Linked DNA regions of Mus musculus: region 1 is linked to region 2. Evidence: chromatin contacts called from public HiChIP or PLAC-seq data. All regions are on one chromosome and are shown on one strand. Each heading gives the region's core, a stretch centred on a gene start, on an enhancer-like site or on the middle of the called end of the contact. The rest is flanking DNA. Distances are from core to core; before and after follow the strand shown. Region 1 holds the start of Smarca5 (SWI/SNF related, matrix associated, actin dependent regulator of chromatin, subfamily a, member 5). Region 2 holds the start of Tecr (trans-2,3-enoyl-CoA reductase).

Region 1 (6,913 bases), core at 2,488-4,987, 2.9 Mb before region 2:
AAGACCATGTCTGCTGCTAAAGAAAAGGGGAAATTTGAAGACATGGCAAAGTTTGACATAAAAACCCACATCACCCACACACAAAGGGGAGACCAAATTGAAGTTCAAGGACACCAAAGCACCCGAGGCCTCCTGCCATTCTGTTCTGAGTATTGTCCAAAAACCAAAGGAGGACATCCTGGTTGGTCCTCTGTTGCAAAGAAACTGGGAGAGATGTGGAACAACACTGCTGCAGGTGATAAGCAGCCCTGTGACAAGGAGCCTACCAACCTGAAGGAGAAATACGAAAAGGATAGTGCGGCTTACAGAACTAAAGGAAAACCTGATGTGGCCAAAAAAGGGGGGCGGGGAGGGTTAGTAAAGGCTGAAATGAGCAAGAAAAAGGAGGAAGCTGAAGCAGAGGATGAAAGGATGAGGAAGAGGAAGGTGGTTCTCAAAGGTTTTTTTCCTTGTCTATAAAACATTTAACCCCCCCCACACACACAAATACAACTAACTCCATTTAAAGAAAAAAAATTGAAATGTAAGGCTGTGTCAGATTTGTTTCTAACAGCACAGTGTCTTTCCTTTGCACAGTTAACACACTACAGAATGTATCTTTAGATAGCCCTGTCCTGTAATATTTTCAATAGCCACTAGCTTTGCCTGGTACAGTCTAGGGATTGTAAAGTGGCATGGAAATTTAAAACAGGTTCTTGTTGATGTACAGCACAAATTAGTTATATATGTGGAGGGGCAATATTTTGGGTTTTTTTCAGTTTTGTTTTTGTTTTATCTTCAGTTGTCTCTGATGAAGCTTATACAAAGATAATTGTTCTGTCTGAATACCACTCTATAACTGCAAAAAAACAAAAAACAGCTGTTCTGTTGACATTCTGACTGCTTCTAAGTAAATACATAAGTTTAGTAGATTTAATTATCTTAACAAAGAAGTTCATTATAAAGTATTCACATGTCTAGAACATACCATTTTTTCTTCATATGTAGGATCTGGTTCTTGGATTTCTTTTTGCTTTCCAGGTGATCCATGATCAAATACTTCCTGGTAGGAAAGGAAAATCATCAAATTGTTTAAGGATTGTCAACTATCATTATACTCATTTCTTTAAAAAAAATTGTAAATAATATTCTTGCTCCAAGGCCCGTCCCAAGATATTTAATGGCTATCAGATAACCTGACATGAAACCTGATATGGATGAAATAAAATACTATGGGGATAATCACTTTTCCCAATTATAAACTATATAACTTTTGGGGTAAAAATATCATTTACACCCTAAGGCAAAATTACTTTCTATACAAGCCATATGGACAAATCTATATTTTTTCAATAAAATTATAAATACAAATTAAGTAACTTGAATGTGAACAAAGTTCTCTTTGTATCATAAAATTCCATCTACCTACTGTGCTATTTTATAGAAATGTATACAAGAAAGGAAGCATTAGCTAGTCCCTAATTTACACTTCCTAGAACATTACCCAAAAAAATAATTCAATGTCTTTTTTTCCAACTGTAAAACGTATCTAAGGTCATCAAATACATTAGGCAAGTGTACTCAACTCAAAACTAATTCTGACTCTAAATTCACTTAAGACGATGAAAAGCAGTCTGATGATAATTATTTTAAGGACAATAAAATAGCCAGGAGCATTTAAACCCTAATAAAATACTTTAATTTTTGAGTTGCTATTTTTCAATTAAAACTTAAATATAAACACAAATGTGAAAACACAAAATAAGTGGTATTTTCATTAATCAGATGAGTAAACTGAGTCTTCTCAGTATAGGAATATCAACAGTTTCTATTTTTTTCTCAATCTTATTCTTCACGCATTTTCTTTTCTGTTTATGTCAGTTACTGCTTGTTTGTTTTGTTTTTTCGAGACAGGGCTTCTCTGTGTAGCCTTGGCTGTCCTGGAACTCGATCTGTAGACCAGGCTGGACTCGGAACTCCGAAATCTGTCTGCCTCTGCCTCCCAAGTGCTGGGATTAAAAGGCCTAAGCCACCAGTGTCACTGGTGTCCAGATTCTTTTATTTCATGGAATAGAAATCTAAGAATCCAAGTAAAACAGCACTAAAAACTCAAAAGGCCACTTAAAACCTTAAAGGGGGGGGGGGGCATCAAGTACATTTTTAAATTGAAACTGCATTCACTTCAAATTGGTGCATTACACTAACACCTACCTTCCCCACTAAAAGTTGTTTCAAAGATTAACGTTATTTCACCCAAGCTGCCTCATAAAAGTAATGCAGACTGCACCATCATTTCCTTATAGTGTAAATCCTGCACTAAAGTTCACTTTTATAGTATTGCTTCCAATCTGAGGATTAAAACTCCCAGGAGTCTTCCTTCAGACTGGAACTACAGAATACCTCAAAACAAGGCCAAGGCCAAGAATAAAAATTGGAAGCAGTAACTTTGTTCCCAGGCAACTCAATGCCTGGGAGCATGTCCAAAGAGACCTGCCTGGCAGCTCCCCCATTTTCCACTCTCTCCCCGCTTCCTCCAGTATTGTCACCATCATCTGGCCCACTGGAGCCCCAAGAAGGTGGTTCAACAGCGAATCCTCCGAATGGCTTCAAAAGGAAGCAATGCGCAGAGCTAGAAGCCCATCATCCTTCCCCGAGGCTCCCATTCATTCAGTTCTCCATGCATACACCCGTAATTGGATGGGGATCCAGGACAGGTGCTGCGGCTGTCACGCTCGTTCCCCTCCCGGTGGAGCAGGGCCCGGGAGGGGCTTCCCCTCGTTGCACACAAGCAGCTGCGCCCCGCTTATCCCCACTGCGCACTCGGCCCTCCAGCTCTCGCCATTGTCTCTGCCCAGAACAGACAGATGCCGCCCCCGCCAGCACGGGGATGAGGCACTGGAGGCGCAAGTCCCCAGCTGCGACGCTGGGAAACGTCGCCCCTCGCCCCGGGAATCCCACTCCGGAGGGGCATCTCCCTCGCCTTCCTCAAAGTTTAGTGCAAACTAAAACCTAAATCGGGAGAAATTGAGCGAGTTCTGGGGGAGCCTGGCAATGGAGGAAACGGGTCCCCTCGGCCCCAGTAATCAGGAACATGTGTTTCGTAAGAGCGATCCGCGGTCGGGCTAGGCTAGCTACACCGAGGGGAAAAGGTAAAGGTGAAGAGCAGGAGACGCGCCGGCCGAGCATCCACCTCCCTCCCTCCCCGCGCACGGCCGCGCTCACCTCCATCTCGGTGTCCGCGGGGCCCGAGCCCGCAGCACACGGAGCCGCGGGCGCCGCGCCGCCCTCGGGGCCGCCTTTGTTGCCGCTGCTGCTCCCGCCGGCGCCCGCCGCCGAGGGCTTGGAAGGCGCGCTCTCGGGAGGCGGGGGCGGCGGAGGCTCCACCGCGGACGACATGTTCCGGCTGCGTCACCCGCCGCGGCCACGGGCAGGCGCGGCGCCGAGGGAAGCGGCTTGGGCCTGCGCGACACGGGCGTCCGGGCCGCCGGAGGAGTGAGACCTGCCCGGAAGCTCTCACGCGCGAGGGCTCCGCCACCGACCCGAGCCGGCCCAGCCGCGCCGCTCGCCTCGCCGTCCTCTTCCGCGGGACTCTGCTCCACAGGCGTTTACCTCACGGCGGGAATCACGTCGACGGGAGTGGGCGGGGCCAGCGGGGTCACGGAGGTCAGGGAAGGCGGGCTGACTCTGAGGAGGCGGAGGGCCGAGGGAAAGGGAAAGGAAAACGGAAGGTTCTCAGAGGCCTCCCGGCGCCTTCTCCTCTCCGGGAGTGGATTCTCTTCTCCAGCCAACCAGGACAGCTACCTACGCCACCCGCTCTCAACCCTCGCGAGATCGCTCGTTCCCCCTTAGAAGGCCGGCTCGCGAGGGCGCGTGCGCATGCTCCTCCTTGGCCCCGCCTCCTCCAGGCCTCTAGCGGGCTGTGGAGCCGAGTGGGCGGGGCCTCGAGGAAGCGCGTCGGCGGTGCTTTGCGCCTCCGCTCCTCCGAGTGACGCGAGCTGGGTCTTCGGCGCTCCCGTAACGGCTCGGCTCGCTGTCTTCCGCCGCGCTAGGGCTCCCTCTTGGGAACGGCGCGACTGTTAGGCAAGGAGCAAAGGCCTGGGCTGGCCTTCGTCGTCCTGCCGCCTTCGCTCACGGGCGTGACGTTAAGTGACGTTGGACGCCTGAGAAGAAAAATCACCTCAGAATTAAAAAGTCTGCGTGTTCGCTCCGTCAGTCGGCTTCGTTTAGAGAGTTCGGCGTTTGTCAAGTTCAAGTTAAGACAGAAGACGCGCTGCCCTGTTAGAATGGCAGCAGATAAAGGCAGACAAATGATGGCGAGTTTTCGCATGAAACAAATACACATTTGTCTCAAGAAGTGTTTACCAGGCGTGGTGGCGCACACCTTTAATCCCAGCACTACAGAGGCAGAGACAGGCGGATCTCTTGAGTTGAGGCCAGCCTGGTCTACAGAGCGAGTTCCAGGACAGCCAGGGCTACACCGAGGAAACAAGTGTTCGTTATTCGTGTTGCTTCTTTATCCTGCCTTAGGCTGTCATGGAGGCTACTGAATCCTACGGAATATAAACACTGTTCCATTCATCCCCCACCTACTCCCAGGCACAAAAGATCTTTATCTTAATTAATCCCATTATTTAGTCCCCACCTATGTTGAATAAAAAGTCTTTTCCAGAGTTACTTTCAAACTTCTTGGAATAGATAATATTCATATATAATTTCAAATGTTTTAACCAGTCGAATAATCGTTAACTAAAATGGAGAACCTGAAAACGCTCTCGTTTAACATACTGTAGCTCATTTGGTGAGTTGTTGGGGAGCATACATGAAATCCTGGGCTTGAGTCCTAGCACTATTTAATCTGGATGCCGTGACTCGTACCCCAAATCCCAGCACTTAGAGAAGTGTAGGCACGGTCATCCTTGGCTACTAGGCCAGCCTAGACTAAAAGACACTAAAAGTGTCTCCAAAAACTAATAGATATAAGGAGCTGGAAGAGATGGTTCAAAGGTTAAGAGCACTGGTTCAATTCCCAGCACCCGTATGTCAGCTCATAACTGTTAAGTCTAGTTCCAGGGGATTCAACCCCCTCACATATATGCATAATTAAAAATATTTTGCCGGCGGGGAGTGAGACTGGGTTATTCTCTATAGCCCTGGCTGTCCTGGAACTCACTGTTTAGACCAGGCTGGAATTAAAGGTGTACACTGTGCCACCACCACCACCCAGCAAAATAAAATCTTTTTTTAAAAAGTAGTATAAAGCCACGTGGTGGTGGTGCATGCCTTTAATCCCAGCACTCGGGAGGCAGAGGCAGGCGGATTTCTGAGTTCGAGGCCAGCCTGGTCTGCAGAGAGTTCCAGGACAGCCAGGGCTATACAGAGAAACTCTGTCTCGAAAAAACAAAAAAACAAAACAAAAAGTAGTATTAAAAAGTATTTCAAAGATATAGTAATGCTTACATATATATGTGGTTAAATACAATAATTCTCAGCGTAGTCTTTATAGTGGCAAAAAGCTAGTAAAGGGCTAAAATTGAACATATTAATATTAAGAATATTGTACACCTTTAAAATGAACTAGTAGCATTTAACAATCATTAACATAAAAGTATGTTCATTATGAAGTACTATCTGAAAATGTTTTGTACTTCAAAAATGTGTTCAAACAAGTATATTTGTGGAATTATTAAAAATTGATTGTGGGCTGTATATTCTAATTCTTGTCAGCATTTCATTTTTATTACATTGTTTTCTGATTATATATGGTAGGGAGATATGCACACATGTCTGCATGTGTACAGGTGAGAGGATAAATTTGAGGAGTTGGTTCTCTCCTGTCATGTGGGTCCTGGCAGCCTCTTTCTCCACTAAGCAGTCTCACAATTTTTTTTTAAACAAGTGTGTTGTAGTAGTGAAAATCTACTTCTTATCTGCTTTTTTAGAGGTATAATTGACAGATAAAGTTTATATGAACTAGGGGTTTGGCTCAGTGGTATCTTCAACCCCTAGCACAAGAGTGAAAGTGTGTTTATTCAAGGTATTTAATGTGATGTTCAGAAATACAGATATATTATGAATGATTAGTTGAAGCTGATGAACCCACTCACCATCATCTCTTATAATTACCACGAGAGCATGGTGGGTGTGTATGTGATTTTTAAGGTCTGGTGAAGATGTAGTTCAGTGGTCCAGAACTTGCCTGGTATGCAGATAGCCCTGGGTGAGATAACCCACCAGTGTAAAAATGAATAAAGGGATCAAGGATCGTCTCCGCATGGTAGAGTGTTTGCCTGGCATGAAAGAGGCCCTGTGTTCAGTTTCCAGGACTACATATAACAGGGCACGATGGCATACACCTGTACTGTCAATACTTGGGATATAAGTGGAAGGGTCAGAAATTCAAGGTGGTTCTTACCTACATAGCAAGTTCAAGAGCCTAGGCTGCATAAGACCATGCCTCAAAAATAAATAATAATAATAAAAGGTAAGCAACATTTTCTTTTATTGAAAATAGATTTTTCTTATAAATATATTCTAATTGCTGGTTCCTCTCCCCCTACTCTCCCCATCCTTCCCATCTCCCCTCCCATCTGGGTCCACACCCTCTCTGTCTCCCACTAGAAAACAAGCAGGCATCTACAGAATAAGAAGAAAAGCATCAGAACAGGACAAAACAAACTGAAGAAAAGAAAGTCAAAGCAAGGGCTGGAGAAATGGCTCTCAGTGGTTAAGATCGTTCAGTGACTGCTCTTCCAGAGGTCCTGAGTTCAATTCCCAGCAACCACATGGTGCCTCACAACCATCTGTAATGGAATCTAATGCTCCCTTCTGGAGTGTCTGAAGCAGCCACAGTGTTCTCATATAAATAATAAATAAATAAAAACTTTAAAAAATAAAAAGAAAGTCAAAGCAAAAGCACAGGAAACATATAGATGGA
Region 2 (6,369 bases), core at 886-3,385:
TTTGCATTTTTGAGACAGGATCTCTAGCCCCAGTTGGCATCAAACTCACTATGTAGTTGAAGATAACCTTGCATCCTTCTGCCTCCATGTCCCAAGACCTGGAACTACAGGCGTGTACCAGCTTGCTTGCCGGGTTTTCCTCAGGGCCAGGGATCCGACCCAGGTTAGGAAAGTGCTCTACCAAATGAGCTCCACCCCTATTCCCCAGTTTGGTTCTTCCCTGCCTTTGTGCTGCTGTGGAACCCAGAGCCTCCGAGCCGCGTGTGTGCACACTTGTGCATACAACTGCTCTGCCGGAGGAACTACCATCAGCCCATCGAGGCACTGGGAGAAATCAGGCTCTGAAATAAACCAGATCAAGTTTTCCAGGCCAAACTGTGAGCCTCAGGCTGTGTTCACACTCCTTGAAACAAAGCACCCGCCCCAAGTCTCAGAAGCCTACCTGGCCTGATTTTCTACTAGCAAATTAAAATGATTGGCTGCAAACTCCATCATCCGCCTGTACTTCTCAAACTGAACATGGCTTTTCCCCCAGAGCAAGAGAGGGGGTGGGAAAGGAAAAACACCCCAGGGAACAAACCTCCTTTTGAAAGCACAGAGTTGATGGGGCGTAAGGATTGCAGACTCCCATCTCTGGTCCTCTGGCATCATGTTAAAAAAAAAAAAAGAAAAAAGACTGGGGATTTCAAGATTCATTTCACAGGCCCTGGGAAAACTACCAACAATAATCATGATACAGAAGATGAATAGCAATATTAGTATTCAACTTGTGATAAAAAAAAATAGGATTATTTCCTATGTATTGGAGGTTCCTGAAGTATGCCAATTTCCAGAGACAAGTGGTGGTTGCCAGGGGCTGGGGGAGGAGGGAATGGGGAGATACTGTACACTGCTGTACAGCTTCAGTTTTACAAGATCAAAGAGAGTTTAGAGTACTTGCCTAGCAGGAGAAAAGCCCTGAGTTCTAAGCCTAGCACTACAAACTGAGGGAGCAGGCAGGGAAGGGGAAAAAAAAAAAAAACAAAAAAAACCCTAACCTAAGGCTAGGCTGAGGTTGACTAAATTCATCACAAATTTAAGATCTGAGGGGAGAAATACACACAACTCTCAGCTTGGCAGCTTTCATTTACCCGGAACCGCACTGCTAGTGGTTAGAAACTATGCCTTTGAAAAGAAATCTGCATTTCCTTTCTGTTCTGCAATTACTAGCAGGGACCTTCCAACAACTCACTGGACATCTCTGACTTTCACCTACATAGTAACAAACTACAAATCCCTCCGCAGAGGACTATGAGTCTGAGGACATAACAAAACCTCAGTAATACGGTAGTTAGCCCTGACTAATGTATTCTTACTATGAATGTGAGCAGTGAGTTACTGTTTTATGATGATTACTTAAAAGTCAGCAACAACGAAATTAGTATCATCAGGTCGAGAAGAGCATTAGAAGATTTGGTTTTAAGAGGAAAGGTGACCCAAGATACAGTCAGAAGACATGAGCTTCCAGAATGGTCTTGCGCATTCAGATTTCTTCCCTGGCGGTCACGGGCTGGCGTGACCCTGGAACCAACTCCCTCGCCGCCCAGGCATCTTGGCGAGGTGGGTGCGAAGGTCGGAAGAGGCAGGCTGGCTGCAGAGCCCCTCCTGAGCCCGAGGCGCTGACAACGTGCAAGGATTGTGCAAGAGAATCGTTCGTACCAAAACCAAGTGCTCCGCACCGCACTCCTCCTGAACACCTGCCACTCAGGCCATCAAGGATGCTGCAAGGAAGCTGCAAGCTTCTCCTAGGCCCTGCAAGACCCTAAGAAAAGGCATCCCCAAACAACCTGGGTGGCAGGTTTATAAATACCCCCCTGCACATGCGCAATGAGACTACACTGCGCCTGCGCCATGGCGGAGAGTCAGACCATAAAAAAAGGTTCCGAGGCCCTGCAGGACACTTGCGGTCTGCGGTAATCATGGCCCAGGGCCCCGCGCTGCTTACCTCGTAGTGCTTCATGGTTCTTCCACAGGATGGCACCTGCTCTGCTGCAACTGAGTGGCCGCCGTACCGCACCAAACACCACCCAGCTCCACACACACTCGGGGAGCAGCACTCCCGGACTCCGGCTCCGCCCCCCTCTATGCGTGCGTCCCTCCTGCCAATCAGCGTGGGGTGCACCCACTGCTCGCGCCACACAACTGACCAATCAGATTTCTCGATCCAAGGAGCGCAGCGGACCCCCTCCCCCCCACTTTGGCAAGCAAGATTAAAACCCGGCCACCCACCAATCAAAAGGAAGCCTGGGCGCCGCGCGCCCTCTGGCTCCGCCCATTGCAGTGTTGCGGTGGAAATCCAGCGACGTCAGGCTGAGGGGTCAATGCGGCAAAACGAGAACAAAGAGCTGCGTGGCCCGGAGAGCCAGGCTTGGGGTGAATTCGTAGATGTAGAGAAGCTCATCTAAGAGATGAGACCTCAGATTATCATCCATCACCAGGACCCTTGAAAGGACTCCAGATATCACGAATGGAGAAAGGAAAAGAAAACCTGCACCGCATTCTACAGGTGCCCCTCCTAAAACAGCTCCTGTCAGTTGAGCTGGCCCTAGAAGCAAAACCACCTTTGTCTCTGCCTGCGTTATCGTGTACAGTTTGGTTACTACTGGCCACATGTAGCTACTGAGCCCTTGAAATATACAGGAAAAAAATGACAGGTGCTGCCAGTCTAAAAATACAGGACATCAGAGAACAGTGCAGAGAAAGACGACATTACAGGGGCTGGTGAGATGGCTCAGTGGGTAAGAGCACCAACTACTCTTCCAAAGGTACTGAGTTCAAATCCCAACAACCACATGGTGGCTCACAACCACCCATAATGAGATCTGATGCCCTCTTCTGGTGCGTTTGAAGACAGCTACAGTGAACTTATTTTAATAAATAAATCTTTGGACCGGAGCAAGTGGGGTTGGCCAGAGCAAGCAGAGGTGTAGAGGTCCTAAATTCAATTCCCAACAATCACATTAAGGTTCACAACCATCTGTACAACTACAGTGTGTACTCATATATATAGAATAAATAAATCTTAAAAAAAAAAAGACATTACAAATGAAGGCATTTGGTATCCTACCTAATGGGCTCAATTCAATCCCAGGGACCCACATAATGTAAGGCCGGAACAGAGACACCATGGCACATGTGCAAGCACACATATACACACACTCTCATAAGTAAATATAAAATGTTAAAAGCCTAGTGCAGCCAGATTCTGCTTGCTGTAGTCTGCAGCCTGAATATATATATGTATATACTGCAGGAATAAATGTTCAGACATGGCATTTAGGGTTAGTTTAATAATATTATATAACAGGCCCAATAAAATTGTAGACTTTCTTGCCAGAAAAAGGGGGGAGGGGCTGTGGATCAGAACAGACGTTTTCAGTAGAAGAAATACAAATGGCTAACATATATCTCAAAGTATTCATCATTCTTTAGAGTTAGAGAAACAGAAATTAAACTTTGAGGCTTCATCTCATCTCTGTCAGAATGGATAAAACCAATAAAACAACCATTAACAAATTCTAGAGGGCGTGTAGGGAAAGGTAACCCCTTGTTCACTGCTGGGAGGATTGCAAACTGGTGTAGCCACTATGGAAATAAGTTTGAGAATTCTCAAAAAGCCAAAAAAATAAACCATATAATCCAGCTATACTGCTCCTTGGCATATGACCAAAGGACTTCTCACTCCACAGATACTTGCTCAGCCATGTTGGCTGCCATACACAGTAGCTAGGAAATACAACGTACGTAAACATTCTCTGATCGACGGCTGGCTAATGGCAGTGTGGTACATATACTCTGTGCAATACTATTTTGCTGTAAAGAAAACTGAAATTGTGAACTGTCAGGGTTCCACCCTGACACTCAGGTACCGATGTGGGGCGCAGAGCAGAGGAGAATGCCCTCTGGTCACTAACCCTCTTTTACTGTTCTGGGGACCAGGACTGGTGGCTTCTGGCAAGTGACTCCTGCTGATAGCAGTAGGAGATTAGGAAAAGAAATGGAATTACTTGGACTCTTTATTCTTTAACTCAGGGGCCTCTCACTGGCCTGTCGAGAAGCTCATTAACTCTTTGTGAGGGCTGGCAAGATGGCTCAGAGTTTAAGAGCATTGGCTGCTCTCCCAAAGGTCCAGAGTTCAGTTCCCAGCAACTACAAAGTGGCTCATTACTATCTATAATGAGATCGGGTGCCCTCTTCTGGCCTGCAGTATATATGCAGGCAGAACACTACGAAATAAATAACTGGCTCCACAGAGAAAGAAAAAACATAAAAAAGGAAGTCAGCCTGACATCTACACATTTATTTTTCTCCCAGCCTTTTTATAGCTTCTTAGACAAAAGTTCTTTATAAAATTACCTCACAGATAAAATGCTAAACAAAAGGGAGTCCCAGAAGATGTCAATAGTAAGTTCAAAGCAGTGTTTCATTCTATAAGCTCACAAGTTCAAAGCAACAGTTTCACATGCCCTTGCTTTTCCATAGTGCACACTTGTGGCCTCATCCTTGGACCTGATCTAGAATAATTGATTTGTTCTAAGTGTATTTTTCTTCCTAGTGCAATTTACATGCCATAACAAAGAACTCTGTTTACAGGCTGGAGAGATGGCTTATAAGGCGGGTTAAGAGCACTGACTGCTCTTCCGAAGGTCCTGAGTTCAAATCCCAGCAACCACATGGTGACTCACAACCATACGTAATGAGATCTGATGCCCTTTTCTGATGAGTCTGAAGACAGCTACAGCGTACTTATATATAATAATAATAAATAAACTTGGGGCAGAGCAAGCAGGGTCGGAGCAAGCAGAGGTCCTGAGTTCAATTCCCAGCAACCACATGGTGGCTCACAACCATATGTACAGCTACAGTGTACTCATATACATAAAAATAAATAAATAAATATTTTTTTAAAAACTCTATTTGCAGCTTTTTATTTTACCAGGAGCTTAAAATTACTTGAATCAATTCAAGAGTTCTATAAAATCATTATCAGGAATTATGAAATCATCAATTCATCTAAACAGCATTATTACATGAAAGTACACCTTCATAATGATCTGCAGGAAGTTTGCTCAATAGGGTGGGCTGATGCCCAGGATTCCTTAGCCTGTGTGATAGTGGCAGGAAAGACACAGCAGCAGCAAGAAGCAATCCTGGGGCGAAATCTCTGGGGTCCATGTCTCTCAAAGCACACCCATTGTTGCCATGCAAAATGGTAGGCCATCTCCAGAAAACTCACTCGCTTACCATAACTTTTCCTACATGGCTTGTGCCAATAAGCTTTGCAGGGAAATGAATGGAACATGGAACTCAAATTGATCCTATTAAATGAAATAACACAGACCCAGAAAGAGAAATGCCACAGGTGTTCTCAAATTTGAGGCTCCTAGCTCCAAATCTTTAGATTTAGGTCCATAACCTGACCTGCAGAAACCAGGAAAGTTAAAAAACCACAACAGGGGAGTACCAGAGAAGTGAGTGACGGGGGCCAAGTGTTATGAAGGAAGAAATCAGGGGATGGAGGTGACTTTAACTTCAGAATGGAAGAAAATGTCGATACAGAATGAGAAGGAGGAAAGAGTAATGAGTAACACTAAGGGTGTTTGAAAAGCCACAGTGAATCATGTTGTTTTATGTTTAGTTTTAATTATATATAATACAGATAAACATGCACATTGTCTCAATGATGTTGTGCCAGTCGGGGAATTAATGTGCCCTCCAAGACCCAACAGCTGTACTACCAGGCAGAAGTTGCAGTGCAGGCATGAGAAACCCTTTTTCAAGACTCCCCCAAAACAATACAGACTATTGCTGTTGCCCTTGGTTACCAGAGGTTAAAGATGCTGAAGACAAAGACACCATGTGGTTCAGACAGGATTTAGAGATTTCAGCTGGATCTGACCTAAAAACTCTCCTTCCTGAGGACTGGCTTTCATAGTCCCAGAAGGTGCTGTGCTGCAAGCTGCCGACAGAGGGAAGGAATCAATAGCCTTACCCAGCTGGGACACCCATGGAGCACTGTGACCAGATATCCCTAGAGGTGCAAAGTGGTTATTCTGTCTTAGCAGTAACAAACAGCTGTCTAATTAGATTGTAGGCCTGCTCAGCAAGTGGGAAATCACACCTAGTACTATAAACCTAGCCAACTACAGGTGGCCGGTGAGGTCACGGATCTTAGGAGAACCTATTTTTGTCTCTTTACTAAACCTGCATAATTCCTCACTTCGTTCTAGATTCTTAGCTTTATACCCACAGGCAAGTGTAGCTCTGCTCCTCAACAAAGAAGCAGATTCTCTCTTGTGGTAGACAGAGGCCATTATAGAAAGCCATGAC

The links. HiChIP or PLAC-seq counts read pairs in DNA pulled down with a chosen protein or histone mark.
Region 1: an H3K27ac HiChIP or PLAC-seq map of embryonic stem cells shows a contact between it and region 2, with 5 times the contacts expected there. The contact joins the promoter of Smarca5 here to the promoter of Tecr in region 2. A contact is called at or near these places in 2 of 39 promoter capture datasets (liver and pre-B cells) and 6 of 115 datasets of contacts at active chromatin or transcription factors (acute myeloid leukemia, astrocytes, embryonic forebrain and 3 more).

What each region holds. Positions count from the first base shown.
Region 1 is chr8:80,735,722-80,742,634 of GRCm38.p6, forward strand. It overlaps Smarca5 (SWI/SNF related, matrix associated, actin dependent regulator of chromatin, subfamily a, member 5), which reads right to left and starts at 3,738. Exons shown (of 24, transcript NM_053124.2): 1 at 3,202-3,738; 2 at 968-1,042. The coding sequence starts at 3,375.
Region 2 is chr8:83,592,356-83,598,724 of GRCm38.p6, forward strand. It overlaps Tecr (trans-2,3-enoyl-CoA reductase), which reads right to left and starts at 2,136. Exons shown (of 13, transcript NM_134118.5): 1 at 1,985-2,136. The coding sequence starts at 1,999. It overlaps D830024N08Rik (a long non-coding RNA gene), which reads left to right. Exons shown (of 3, transcript XR_003947410.1): 3 at 4,633-4,673.